Linked DNA regions of Muntiacus reevesi: region 1 is linked to region 2. Evidence: chromatin contacts called from public Hi-C data. All regions are on one chromosome and are shown on one strand. The core of a region is the stretch at or near the end of the contact, and the rest is flanking DNA. Distances in the headings are between cores, read along the strand shown. Region 1 holds the start of FCRL6 (Fc receptor like 6). Region 2 holds the start of IGSF9 (immunoglobulin superfamily member 9).

Evidence for each region. Hi-C and Micro-C count contacts between places; a contact is called where the count stands out from the background.
Region 1: a Hi-C map of blood shows a contact between it and region 2, with 4 times the contacts expected there. The contact joins the promoter of FCRL6 here to the promoter of IGSF9 in region 2. A contact is called at or near these places in 2 of 3 Hi-C or Micro-C datasets (blood and muscle).

Annotation. Positions count from the first base shown.
Region 1 is chr1:72,862,175-72,868,612 of mMunRee1.1, reverse strand. It overlaps FCRL6 (Fc receptor like 6), which reads left to right and starts at 4,912. Exons shown (of 10, transcript XM_065941875.1): 1 at 4,912-4,945. The coding sequence starts at 4,915.
Region 2 is chr1:72,718,771-72,724,822 of mMunRee1.1, reverse strand. IGSF9 (immunoglobulin superfamily member 9) reads right to left here and starts at 4,559. Exons shown (of 20, transcript XM_065925507.1): 1 at 4,465-4,559; 2 at 4,033-4,221. The coding sequence starts at 4,522.

The sequences.
Region 1 (6,438 bases), core at 3,663-6,162, 140 kb before region 2:
TCTTGGCTTTAGAGAGATCAAAAGCTGGAATTAGAAAAAGACAATAAAACAAATTGATGAACTAAGATAATGGAGGCATGAAAAAATGCTTTAAAAAACACAAAGACTATATTAGGTATATGCCTGTCTCCTCCTGAGCTCCTGAAGGCAGGGGTGGACAGGGCATTGAGCAAGACCTAAAAAATAAAAAATTAAGCTTCCGGGATGGGTGGGTAAATAGAGAATGATCTTTCGATATTAATAAAGATGCTCTCGTTAAGGCAGTTGTCTATGTAACCACAAGGGGTCGCTGCAGGCCTGATACAAAGTTTCCCATTGGCCCGTCCAGGCTCACTCTCCAGGTCTCTAGGAGGAAAGGGAAAGAGGGTGGTGATCAGATGCCTCAGTGTTGTCTGCCCCCTGCAGGCGAGGTCCAGAGTCTCATTCCCAGTCTGGCTCCATCTTCACTGGACTCCTGGTCTTTACAGCTCCTGCCCTCTTTCTAAACTCTGAAATGTCATCTTTCCTTTGGCCTCCAGTCCTAGTTAGGGATGTGACTCCAGTCCCAATGGGCTTCATGGCTGAGTACCTTTGCACAAATTACTTCACCTCTCTGGGATTTACCAGTAAAAGCTAAGGTTGAGCGGAAGCCTCTGGTGGCCCAAGGCTTTTACTCTTCCTTACAACAGCAGCTAATCATCAAGCTCTTACCACTTGCCAGGCATTATTCTAAGCCTGCAATATTCAACAAGGCAGCCACTAGCCACATTTAGCTATTTACTTTTTATTGTGGTACTGGAGAAGACTCTTGAGAGTCCCTGAACAGACAAGGAGATCAAACCAGTCTATCTGAAAGGAAACCAACCTTCAATCTTCACTGGCAGGACTGATGCTGAAGCTGAAGCTCCGATACTTTGACTACCTAATGCAAAATGCCAACTCATTGGAAAAGATCCTGAAGCTGGGAAAGATTGAACGCAGGAGGGGAAAGGGGCCACAGAGGATGAGATGATTGGATGGCATCAGCGACTCAGTGAGCATGAGTTCCAGCAAACTCTGGGAGTTAGTGAAGGACAGGGAAGCCTGGCGTGCTGCAGTCCAGGACATTGCATAAAGTCAGACAGACTTAGCAACAGAACAACAGAAGTTTAAAACAATGAAAATTTCAGTTCCTGTCTCACTAGCCAACCACAAGTAGCTACATGTAGCTGGTAACAGCTGAACTGAACAGCCCAGAGAACATCACCACCATTGCAGAGAGGGCTGTTAGAAGCATTGTCTAAGCATTTCTCACAGTGTGATCTCATTTAACCTTCCTAACACCCCTATGATGCAGGTGTAATCATTTATCCCACTTTAGAGTTAAGGACTCTGCAGTGCAGAAAGGTTAAAAACTTCACCAAGCTCTCAGCAGATTAGTATCCAGAGCAAGGATTTAAGCCCGGGTGGGTGGCTTTGGGGCCCACTATGGCATCTACATGCCAAGAGCTTCTCCCTAACCCCAGTTGCCTACCCCACTCTCCTCTCTTACCTCCTTGGAGAGGAGCTGAATCTTCCCATTCCCCAGAAGCCATTGTCCATCACCACGGTTCCCCTGTGAGCTGACCCTGAGAATGAGGACCCCTGGGCTTCAAGCCCTTGCTGGCTGAGAATCCCCTCTGTTATCCTCCCACCTCCTCTTAGCCCCTCATTTCCCTTAGAGTATTATGGGTTTTGATCCCCACCAACCCTTCCCAATCTTGATTCCATTCAGTCTGGGCCCTGGAAGACTCCTAACCTAGGAGCAGCCCTACTTGCCTCTGGTGATCTTCACCCCCAAGAAGCAGTGTGCAGCCAGTTAAGCTCAGAGAGCCAATGTCACTAACACCTTTGAAGGTGCAACAAAACCTCACTCTGCAAGGGTAGAGTGAGAAGTGGGGGAGGCTTCACACAGTCAGGCCCCCGAACCCAGTGAAGGTAGAAGAAGTCAAGGGCTGAGGCTTCATGGGTTCTGCCTGCAAAGCACCTTCAGTGCTTGCAAGCTAGACCATTTGTGGTTGCCCCGTCTCCTACCTTAGCTGCAGCCCTGCAGAGGTGTCACATTACCCTCTAGACCTGCAGCTGAACAAAGTTAAAGATGACTCAAGTCGGGAGATCTGTTGGAAAGAGAACGAAGAGAGGAAAATGCATAAATGTTAACATCTTGAGCTGAGCCAACAAGATATTCAATTCCTACTTTACTTCCTCACTCCTTTTAACTTCCAATCAACCGAGACTCAGAAGAACTTCCTGGCAGTGCCAGATCGGTTGCCCATTTCCACTGAATCAGAGAACTTGGGCAGAAAACAGAAAGTTCACCCTTTCTGTTCCCACCTTCAGCAGTGCGTATGTACTAAGTCGCTTCAGTCATGTCCAACTCTTTGTGACCCTATGGACTGTAGCCTGCCAGGTTCCTCTATCCTTGGGATTCTCCAGGCAAGAATACTGGAGTGGTTTGCCATGCCCTCCTCCAGGAAATCTTCCCAACCCAGGGATCAAACCCAAATCTCTTACATCTCCTGCATTACCCTGCATTATTGCATTATTACACAAGCAGGTTTTATACCACTGAGCGCCACCTGGGAAGCTCCTTCAGCAGTAAGCACAGCAAATTCTTTTCAGACTGTATGAAAATTCTCACCTAAAATCTTCCAGGAACAACTCACTGTCAGAAAATGTTTCCTGGCATTTTACCCAGCTCTCCGTGCTTCACCTTAAATCCACGTGTTCAGTTCTCAGAGGACGTGGGGGTAGGGGATGGCCTTCTTTTATGTTGAGAAACCAGTGGTTTCCAGTTTTCATCTGTTACAAGTGATGCTGCTATGAACATTTTTGCACCTGTCTTGCGATGCCCACGTGTGTGCAAATACCTCGGAGTGAAAACACTGGGCCGTCAGGATCCGTATGTCCAGTTTCATTAGATTCTGCCCCATAGTTTTCCAAAGTGGCTGTACCAGTTTATATTCCCTCTGGAGGTGTACATGGGTTCTAGTTACTTCACATCCTCACCAGCACTTGGTTGTCTATAGTTTTTGCCATTCTTATGGGGGATGTAGTGGTATCTCATTGCAGTTTAGGTTTGCATTTTCACAGTGATTTATGAAGTCAAGTTCCTTATCCTGTGTTTATTGAACGCTTGGATATCTGCTTTTGTAAAGTAGTATCCAAACTATTGTCCATTTTTCTAGAGGGTGGTCTGCCTTTTTCATATTGAATTGTAGAAATTCTTGCATTCTGGATACCAGTCCTTTGTCAGTCATATTTATTTAAAATATCTTGCCACTCTGTGGCTTGTTCACTCTTTTAATGGTGTCTTTTAATGAACAGTTCTTCTCAAAATAATTACCTGACCGTCTTAAAGCCTCAGGTTCAGAACCTCCATCCCCATTCTACCCCAGCCACATTGATCCCTGATTCTCTGCTGAGCTGATGGCCCTGTGGAATATCCTCAGGATCCCACTTCTCTACCTTATTGCAGAGGCCAGACACATTTCTGCTTGAAGAAGAGGGCACCTTGGAGAACTAGAGGTCACTCGGAGCAGAGGTGGGGCAGTGCGGAGGATCTTAGTGTTCCCATCGCTATGCTACCTTCCAGACTAAGCGATGCTGAGGCCAGGCAAATTCTGCAGTCTCTGCGTCTTTCCTTAGCCATGTCCCACCCTAGTTCCTAGCATGAGCCTTTTCAAACCACCAAGAGAGTGTTCAAAGTGCTTGCAAGTAGAAGGGCGTGCACTCATCTCCTCCTGCAAGAGCACCAAAATCACAACTAGCTGTTGAACAACCATGGACAGAGGGGTGCTGGGACCCACCAAAAAAAGATATCCCATGTCCAAAGACAAAGGAGCTTCAGCGAGGTGGTAGGAGGGGCACAACCACAATAAACTCAAATTCCATACCAGCCTGGTAGGTGACCCACGAACTGGAGAACAATAATACCAAAGACGTCCTCCCACTGTTGTGAAGGTTCTGAAGCCCGTGTCAGGCTTCCCAACCTGGGAATCTGACAAAGGGGCTGGGAATCCCCAGGGAATCTGACCTTGAAAGCCAAAGGAGTTTGATTATAGGACTTCCACGGGACCGGGGGAAACAGAGACTCCAGTCTTGGAAGGCACAAACAAAATCTTTGTGTGTGCCAAGACCCAGAGGAAAGGAGCAGTAACCACACGGGAGACTGAACCAAAAATACCTGCTAGTGTTGGAGGGTCTCCTGTGGAGGCGGGGGTCAGCAGGGTTTCACCACAGGGGTGGGACACCGGCAGCAATTTCTGTTTTCCAATTTTTCCATCTATTCTTTTCTTTTTTATGTTCTTTCTCAAGCCTTTATCAAGTGTAGTAGAAAAGCTTTTCTATACATATAAGTATATAAGTAATATGTATTATATATATTTTAGAAAACATGAATTTTTGCCTAACTAACACACTAATGACATTTTGATTCCACTTGTTTGACTTAGTATTAATAGAATGCTAGATTTCTAGTTAAAAAATAGATATGCAACAAGTAACAAAGGTTTACAGTACAGCCCAGGGAATTATATGGAAAATAATTTCAAGAATATATGTGTAACTGAGTCACTTTGCTATGCACCTGAAACATTGTAAGTCAACTACACTTCAGTAAAATATATATATTAAGAAAACAATAAAGTGCTTGCCAGTGGCTTATCTGACTACCTTATCCTTTATGGTCAAGAAAATTCATTTGTGTTGCGCTCGTTCTAGCAAAGAAGAAATACCAAAATGAGCTTTTAGTTTCTTCCCCACTTCCTGTATTTAGATTATCAAGCGCTAACACAACCCACGTCAGAGGGGGTCACCCACCCACCCCTGGGCCTGCGACCTAGATGCTCGCCCTGCCATCCTCGCGCCTGACTTCGGGCTGCCCCGTGTACCCTCTTCCACGCCAGGCTGGGCCCCATGCTGCTCTGGACAGTTGCTCTGCTCTTTGGTAAGTCACCAACGCCAGTGGCCTCTCCTGGGCACCAAAGACTGTGTTGTTCCTGAGATGCAGAGTTCCTTATTTCACCTTTCCTAGTTCAAGTGGGTTTATGGCTAGAGCTCGAGACCAGTGTGTGCACATGGGTATGCTTGAGAGTGATGGGGATGAGAGTGATGGGGATGAGGCCATCTGGGGAGCCCCAGGGTTTCCTACCCCATTTTCCTGGGTCCTTGGAAGGGCAACCATTTGATGTGTCAAAGCTAATTTAGGGAGCCAAAAAAAAAATCACATGCTGAATTCCAATGACATTTTTCACCCTGTGAAATCAAGTTAAAATATCCATCAGGTCTATCTTGAAAGGAAACTAAAATCACAGAAGGAAAGGGGGCTGCTGGGGTGTGGAGGAAGGATGAGGGAAGTGGACCAAAGGCAGTTCCACACATTTTGCTCAGCAAGCGGAGCTAAACGTGGGGTTTTACAAGGAGATGTATTTTTAAGAAGCCTCAGCCTTTTCTTAGAACCAGTCAATAATGACTGGACTTCTTCCCTAGTCAAGAGGTTTATGCTCTGAGTGTCCAAAGTCCTCTTCAAAATGACCATTCCTATTCCACCTACTTCCTCTCTCTGTCAGGGGGAGGTTCTGATTTGGGTCTGACTGGCCCATGGGGACCCATGTTATCATTATTGTTGCTGTGGTTGAGTCACTCAGTCGTGTCCAACTCTTTGCAACCCCATGCACTGTAGCCCACCAGGCTCCTCTGTCCGTGGGATTTCCAAGGCAACGATACTGGAGTGGGTTGCCATTTCCTTCTCCAGGTGATCATCCTGACCCAGGGATCAAACCCGCATCTCCTGAATCCCTGCACTGGCAGGAAGATTCTTTACCACTGAGCCACCTGGGAAGCCCATGGGGACCTACATGAAGGTTCAAATCCATTCTTCCGAATCCATAGTGCTCTCCTTGATGCCAGAAGGGACTGGTCTCCAGACAGAGGATTGGAGTGGGGGTGGGTTACTCGGCTCCCCTAGATTCAGCTCAGTCTCAGGCATTGTCAGATGCTACACTCAAAAGAAATGAGTCTGGGCACGTAGATCACTTCACTTCACAGTTTCTGAGTTGACTTGCTTTTTGTTTTAAACTTGGTCCCAGATGTTTGTTTTCATTGAACCAGAAAAGCAAAATGTGTTAGTCAGTCAGTCATGTCTGACTCTGCAACCCAGTGGACTGTAGCCCGCTAGGCTCCTCTGTCCATGAAATTCTCCAGGCAAGAATACTGGAGTCAATAACTACTCCCTTCTTCAGGGGATCTTCCTCACCCGGGGATTAAATCCAGAATCTGCATGGCAGGCAGATTCTTTACTGTCTGAGCTATCAGGGAAGCCCTGAAAAGCAAAAGCATTCCTAAAAGCACCCCCTTCCTGGGTCGAGTTTGTGGAAATTTAGCCTCTGAGAAGAAAATACTTGTTCCACTCAGGGCTCTTCCTTCCCCAACATCACCATG
Region 2 (6,052 bases), core at 3,310-5,809:
AGCTGACTCATTTGAAAAGACCCTGATGTTGGGAAAGATTGAAGGCAGGAGGAGAAGGGGACGACAGAGGATGAGATGGTTGGATGGCATCACGGACTCAATGGACATGAGTTTGGGTAAACTCCAGGAGTTGGTGATGGACAGGGAAGCCTGGTGTGCTGTGGTTCATGGGGTCGCAAAGGGTCAGACACAACTGAGCGACTGAACTGAACTGAACTGATTGCATCTCTCACCTGGGTTATGCCAACAACCCACAACGAGGTCCAACTGCCTCCATGTTCATCAGCGGCCCACCCCACCTTGACTTTTGATAAGGACAAATAACATTTTCTAAATATTCTGGGTTATGCAAAACAGATGAAACCAGACTGTGCCTTTACTTAGCCCTTCCTAGTACCAGACCATCTGAAGCTGTTGGTGCATTCACCCCCTCTAACCTGCTTCCTTTCTGCCTCTAGGGTCATCTTTCTGAAATAGAATCAAAACCTGGGGGGCCCTGAAGCCACCAGGGAACAAGAGAAGTATCAGGCTGAGGCTGGCTCCGGGATCTTAGGCAAGGGCCCTTTTCCTTCCAAGAACAAGGTGCAGGGGTGGGGATTCTCCAGAAAGGGTGGAGCTGCTTAAAGGGCTGGGTGCTTAAATCCCCACCTAGATAAGCCTGGGTATCTCTCAGGTAAACAATGAACATGATCCCACCCTTCCTCCCACCAGTGGAATTCCTCAGGAACCCTAACCTGTCAGGCCATGGAACCCCGCAGACCCCACTGCGCCCTCTTCTAAGTCCCATGTGATGGTAAATTTTCATTATAGTGATCTTCAAGTGCCACAAAGAAGGAAGAAGATGGAAGGAAAATCGAGTTTGGGATATCAGGCAATGTCACCATACTTAATCCTCTCAAGAATTCCATTAAAGGAACTGATGTTAAGCTTCTTTCCAAAATCACATGGCCATTCCACGATACAGGTAGGCCTGCCTTCTCATGACGCAGTATACTCTCCACTGCACACTGGTCTGAGGACCCAGTGATGGTCAGGGCACTCATCCCTGAGCTTAGCCAGTATATTCTCACTCGGGGTGTGTTGGTAACCAGGGGGTAACAGCTCCAAATGTGCGTTGATCAGACTAACCAATAAAGCACGCCGTATGTCCTAACTTCCCTGTGAGGTATGCATGGCTAGACTGGAAGTGTCACAGAAGAACAGGAAGCTGGCCAGCAACAGGTGTTCCTGTGCCCTCCTGAGTCCCAGGTCCCCCTTCTGGAGGCCCGCCCTCTACCTACAGTAGAGCCAAAGTGAGTGTCTTCAGACCTCTCCACACGCAGGGGTGTGTAGACGAAGGAAGAGACATAGTCCCCACTCTTGCAAGCTCTCCAAAGGCAGAGAAACCACACTCATGTACAAGTGCAAGTTCACACACACAGAAGTCCAAGAAACAAAGAAGCAAGAGGCGGACAGAAGGTTTCCAGGAAGAGGCAACTCTGCAGAGAGTGAGTCACATCGTTAGTCCTCAGTCCTGTCCGACTCTTTGCGACCCTATGGACTGCAGCCCACCAGGCTCCTCTGTCCATGGGATTCTCCAGGTAAGAACACTGGAATGGGTAGCCATGCCCTACTCCAGGGGATCTTCCCGACCCAGAGATCAAACCTGAGTCTCCTGCACTGCAGGCGGATTCATTACCATCTCAGCCACTGGGGAAGCCCAGGGGATGCAAGGATAAAAGGTGGTGAGGGGAGAGGACTCGAGGGAGTGGGGCTCTTCTAAATGGAGGATGAGAAAACGGATTTCTTTTTTGGTTGCTCATCAAGTGAGATCTTAGTTCCCTAACCAGGGATCTAACCTGTGCTCCCTGCACTGAAAGCATGGAGTCTCAACCACTGGACCACTAGGGAAGTCCTTGAGATAACTGATTTTTATCAAACAACTCAGGACAGAGAGAAAACTCATGTCCCTTCTGCCACGGGGGTGTATCTTGAAACTCTCAAGAAATATAGCAGGAAAGTCAAAGACCAAAAGCTGATCCCATGAATTGGAAGAGCTAATCTAAGATCCCCCCCAGGAAAGCTGGTATAGAGGAAGTGGACTCTCTTTTCTCTTCACACCTAGGGTTTCACACCATGCAGGTGCTGTCTGGGGTTCTTTACACACAGCAGCTAATTTCATTCTAGGATTTAGTCCTGGTTTGTTTTATACTGCTTTTACTACTTTTGCACTGGTCCATAAATCCAGTCTCCTCAGCTAGATGGATTCTAAAGTCATCAAAGATAGGAAGCCTTCCCTTCGGTGTAATCCCTGAAGGCTCCAAACAGTCTCTCTCGTGGTTCCTCCCACATTCTAGGCCACGGGCCTCACACAGTCCCAGGCCATCTCCCCTTCGTTTGCCCAGAGGGTTTATGACAGGACAGCATTGTCCTTAGCAACCTCCACCTCCCGTTGCCTAGCAACTGCAGTTCGGAGTCCCCTGCACAAAGGCTGAGAGGCCCATTCCACACTGGGAGGCAGTAAAAGGGTTAATGGGTACAGGGGCCTCTCCCCGGGGCCCTGACTCCCCAGACTAGCTCTGCCTGACCAGAAGCTTCAGACCTAGGGGAGGGGTGGGCATGAAGGGTAGGGGTAGGAAGAAAGCCCCCGAGGTTACTGCTCACAGCCCGTGCAGCTCAGAGGAACACCACAGAGACAAAAAGAAAACCCACAGGAGAGTTGCTACCTTCCAGACAAGGGGGTGGAGGGAGGGCAGGAAGGAGAGCTGCACATCAACACCCCCAACTCCCCCACTCCCACCCCCGCCCAGAGGAGGTCCAGGAAAAGCCGCCCCCTACCCTGCCCTCAGTGGGGCAGCGGTCTGCATCCGTGAGCCTCAGCCCAGCCACTCAGGGAGCATGGGGGTGGGAGGGGGCAGCCATTGTCTCTCCACTGGTCCTAAGTGCGCCCCGCTTTTATCAGTTCTCCCAAGCGGTTCCCCCCAGGCTTGTGCAGACACATACGCTCCCACCAGGCTGTTTGCCAACAACTGCCCCCAGTTTGAAAATAAACCCTTCCCTCTGCACCACCTGCCCGAGCCTCCTCCCTTCTCTGCTCAGCCCGCCCCGCGGTGACAGCTCAGCCAATCCTGTGGCTTCTCCTAGGATTCAAAAGAAAGAGGGAAGAGGGAGGGGGTCCCCCTGCCCCCATCGACAGCCGCCCAGGTGGCCTTTCCTGGGCTTCCCCTATGAGGAGGCAGCCAGACTCTCTCGCCGGCCCAGGTTCTCGCACACGCTGCCCTCAGAGACCCGCCCTAAACCACTCAGATTAAGGCTCCCCGGAGATTAGGAGGAAGCTGAGCCTTTTCAGGGAGCAGCTGGGGCGCAGGAGAAGGCCCCCAGGGAGGCCTATACACTATTTTAAGTCCATGCTGGAGCCAGCTGAAGCAGGGACCCAGCCCAGCCCCATCTGTTTGCTGATCTTTCGGGGAGCCTGGTTCCCTCCAGCCCTGCTGTGCATGAGCTCTGCTGGACTCAGAATCAGACGCAATGGAGAAGCAGACAGATCGGAGACCCCCCTGACCCTGCTGCCCCATCAGTCCACTCCCTAGAAACCTAGAACCCCCAAACCAGCATTTAAGAAAGTAGGAGAGGAGGAGGGCAAGGGAGTGAGAAGATAGCAGAGCCAGGGGCCAGGAGAGGGCCAAGTAGGGGCAGACCAGGGAGGATCAGGAGGAGCCTGGGAGGCTCGTGATGAGCTCTAGAAAGAGGGATTAGGGAATTAGGATGGACACTTGGAACAGGGCTGCAGGATCTCCTTTGGAACAGGCCATGTGGAGTTCTAAACAGACTGTGTGTGTGTGTGTGTGTGTGTGTGTGTAAATGAATGAGTCCTTCAGTGAATGAACATTGCTTGGGAGCAGAGCCATGCTTGTTATGGAGCATTCAGCCAGGGAAACTGGAGATAAGGTTGGGGCAGGGACAGAGCTGTTAAGAAGAGGCCTTGTTCCCACTCTACCCAGCCCACCTTTGTTGGAGACACCTCCCGACCTCTCAGCGGAGGACAAGTCTTACCCACGTAATCAGGGTCGATGCGGGGGGAGTAGAGGCCAAACTGGATGAAGATGGGAAGCAGGAATCCAAAGCGCAGCCACTCGATGACATGCAGAGGGGGCCGGCCAGCCGGGGGCAGCAGGTCACAGCCCAGCACCGCGCTCTCCCCGGCCCGGCCCACCACTGACACCACCTCAGGCTTCCCTCGACCTGCAGGGTGGGCAGATGGGGGGGCATGAGGACGCAGCAGGTACCCAGAATCAGGACTGGGAGGGGAGACACCCTCTCTATCTCGGTGGGCTCCCCAGGCCTCAGTGAAGGGGTTGAGGGAATCTTTGATGTTGGCAGAACCCGAGCTGCTCCTCCCCTCCTCTGACCTCACAGAGAACCCCAGGGGAACCCCCCTACCCCGAGGCCAACAGGGGGTTCTGGAGCCCAGGGAGTCCGGCTCACCTTCAGCCCCCTGGCTGATGATCAGGCTGAGGATGGCCAGACCGAGGCACCAAACCATAGCCCAGCTGCCTGCTTGCCCGGCCCCTCCTCTCCACAGGGGCCCAGATGGAGGGGCCCGGGGACGTGCAGAGCCCAGCAAGCCCCTCAGTCCTTCTGATCAGGTCACAGGGATCAGCGCTCACTCTTCTGGACAGTTAGGGCTTGGCTCACGTCACACCTGAGGAAGCCGTTCTCGGTAGCACCACCAGATCTAGATGCAAAATGCAACGCAACATGCAAAGCGGGCCAATGTTGGAAAGCAGAAGAACCGTTCCCCCCTCCCAGAGTTAGAGAAAAGCCAGAGGTAAGCAAAGGCAGAGAAAGGGAAGAGGAGTGCAGATGAGTGGAGGAAGGGTGAGGGAGTGCTGGCATGGGGAGACCAGACAGGTAAGGACCTATGGGAAGCAGAGGACTGGAAAGATCTTAGGAAAAGCAGAGGAATTCTGGGGATACCCTGTTTACTCAGGCTCTTGGAAATGTGCGCCACGAGGGAACTGGGGTTCCTCTGTACTTGGAAAAGGACTTGTCAGTTAAGTATGGGAGACACAGAGCCCCATGGCACAGCCTCCTCTCTGTCTTCTTTCCTTAGTCCTGATGCCAATAACAAGGCAGAAGAGAGCAAGGTAGAACCAGTATTATGGCCTCCACCCCACGGTGACATAGAAGGACACTGAGGATCTCAGAGAACCCTGCTCAGGTGCACACAATCAGTCAAATGCAAAGCTGGGTTGAAAACCCCCAGAAGTGCCCACACAGATCCTTGCCTCATTTCTGCAGCCTCTGTGAACCCTGCGAGCTGGGAATCCTGTACCTCTTTCTCCACTCAACCTTCCCAATACTGCTTTAGCCATGAATGCGTCAGACACTTGAGAGAGGAGCTCCCTCTCCCTCTGCTGGTATGAGGGGCCCAGGCAGCATTCTCCAGGTCTGGGCAGGTCCCGGGGCTTGTGGGCTGGCGCCTGGTGCCACTTCCTCTTCCTGATGCTGCCAAGGCAGCCCTCCGTCTTGCCAGACACCATGACCCAAGTTCCTCCCATTTTCTCTCCCTTCGGCATCCTCGGGGTCCAAGGTTTGCCAGGCTTTCCCTTCCCCAACCCCAGAAGCATGGCCCATGTGAAGCTAAAAAAGCCCGAGTCCCTAGGGTGTACGAAGTGAGCCTTGGAGCCTGGAGGGGAGGAGGTCCTGACAGCCCCAGGGCCTGAGCATCTAGGGAAGTCACAGTGGGGTGGTGCTGCCTTGGACCTGGTGGACCCAAGTGGACTCTGCTCTGTGGGCCTCCACCCCGCTCCTGGCCTCACAGGTCAAGACTGGCTATAAAACCTCCCCCACGTCCCCCAACCTGATCCCTGCCTCTACTGAGTGGCCCTGTACCTCTAACTCCTAATAACTCACCAGCAAGCATCCCCCTGGCTTCCCACTGCCCCCAGTTCTCCCAAACGTCACAGACATATCTTTTTCTAAATGCATAAGAACTCCCAGTTCCCTCCTGGCTGTGTTCTGAAAACCCTAGCAAACCCAGGTTTGCCCAGAATTCCTCTGTTTTTCCTAA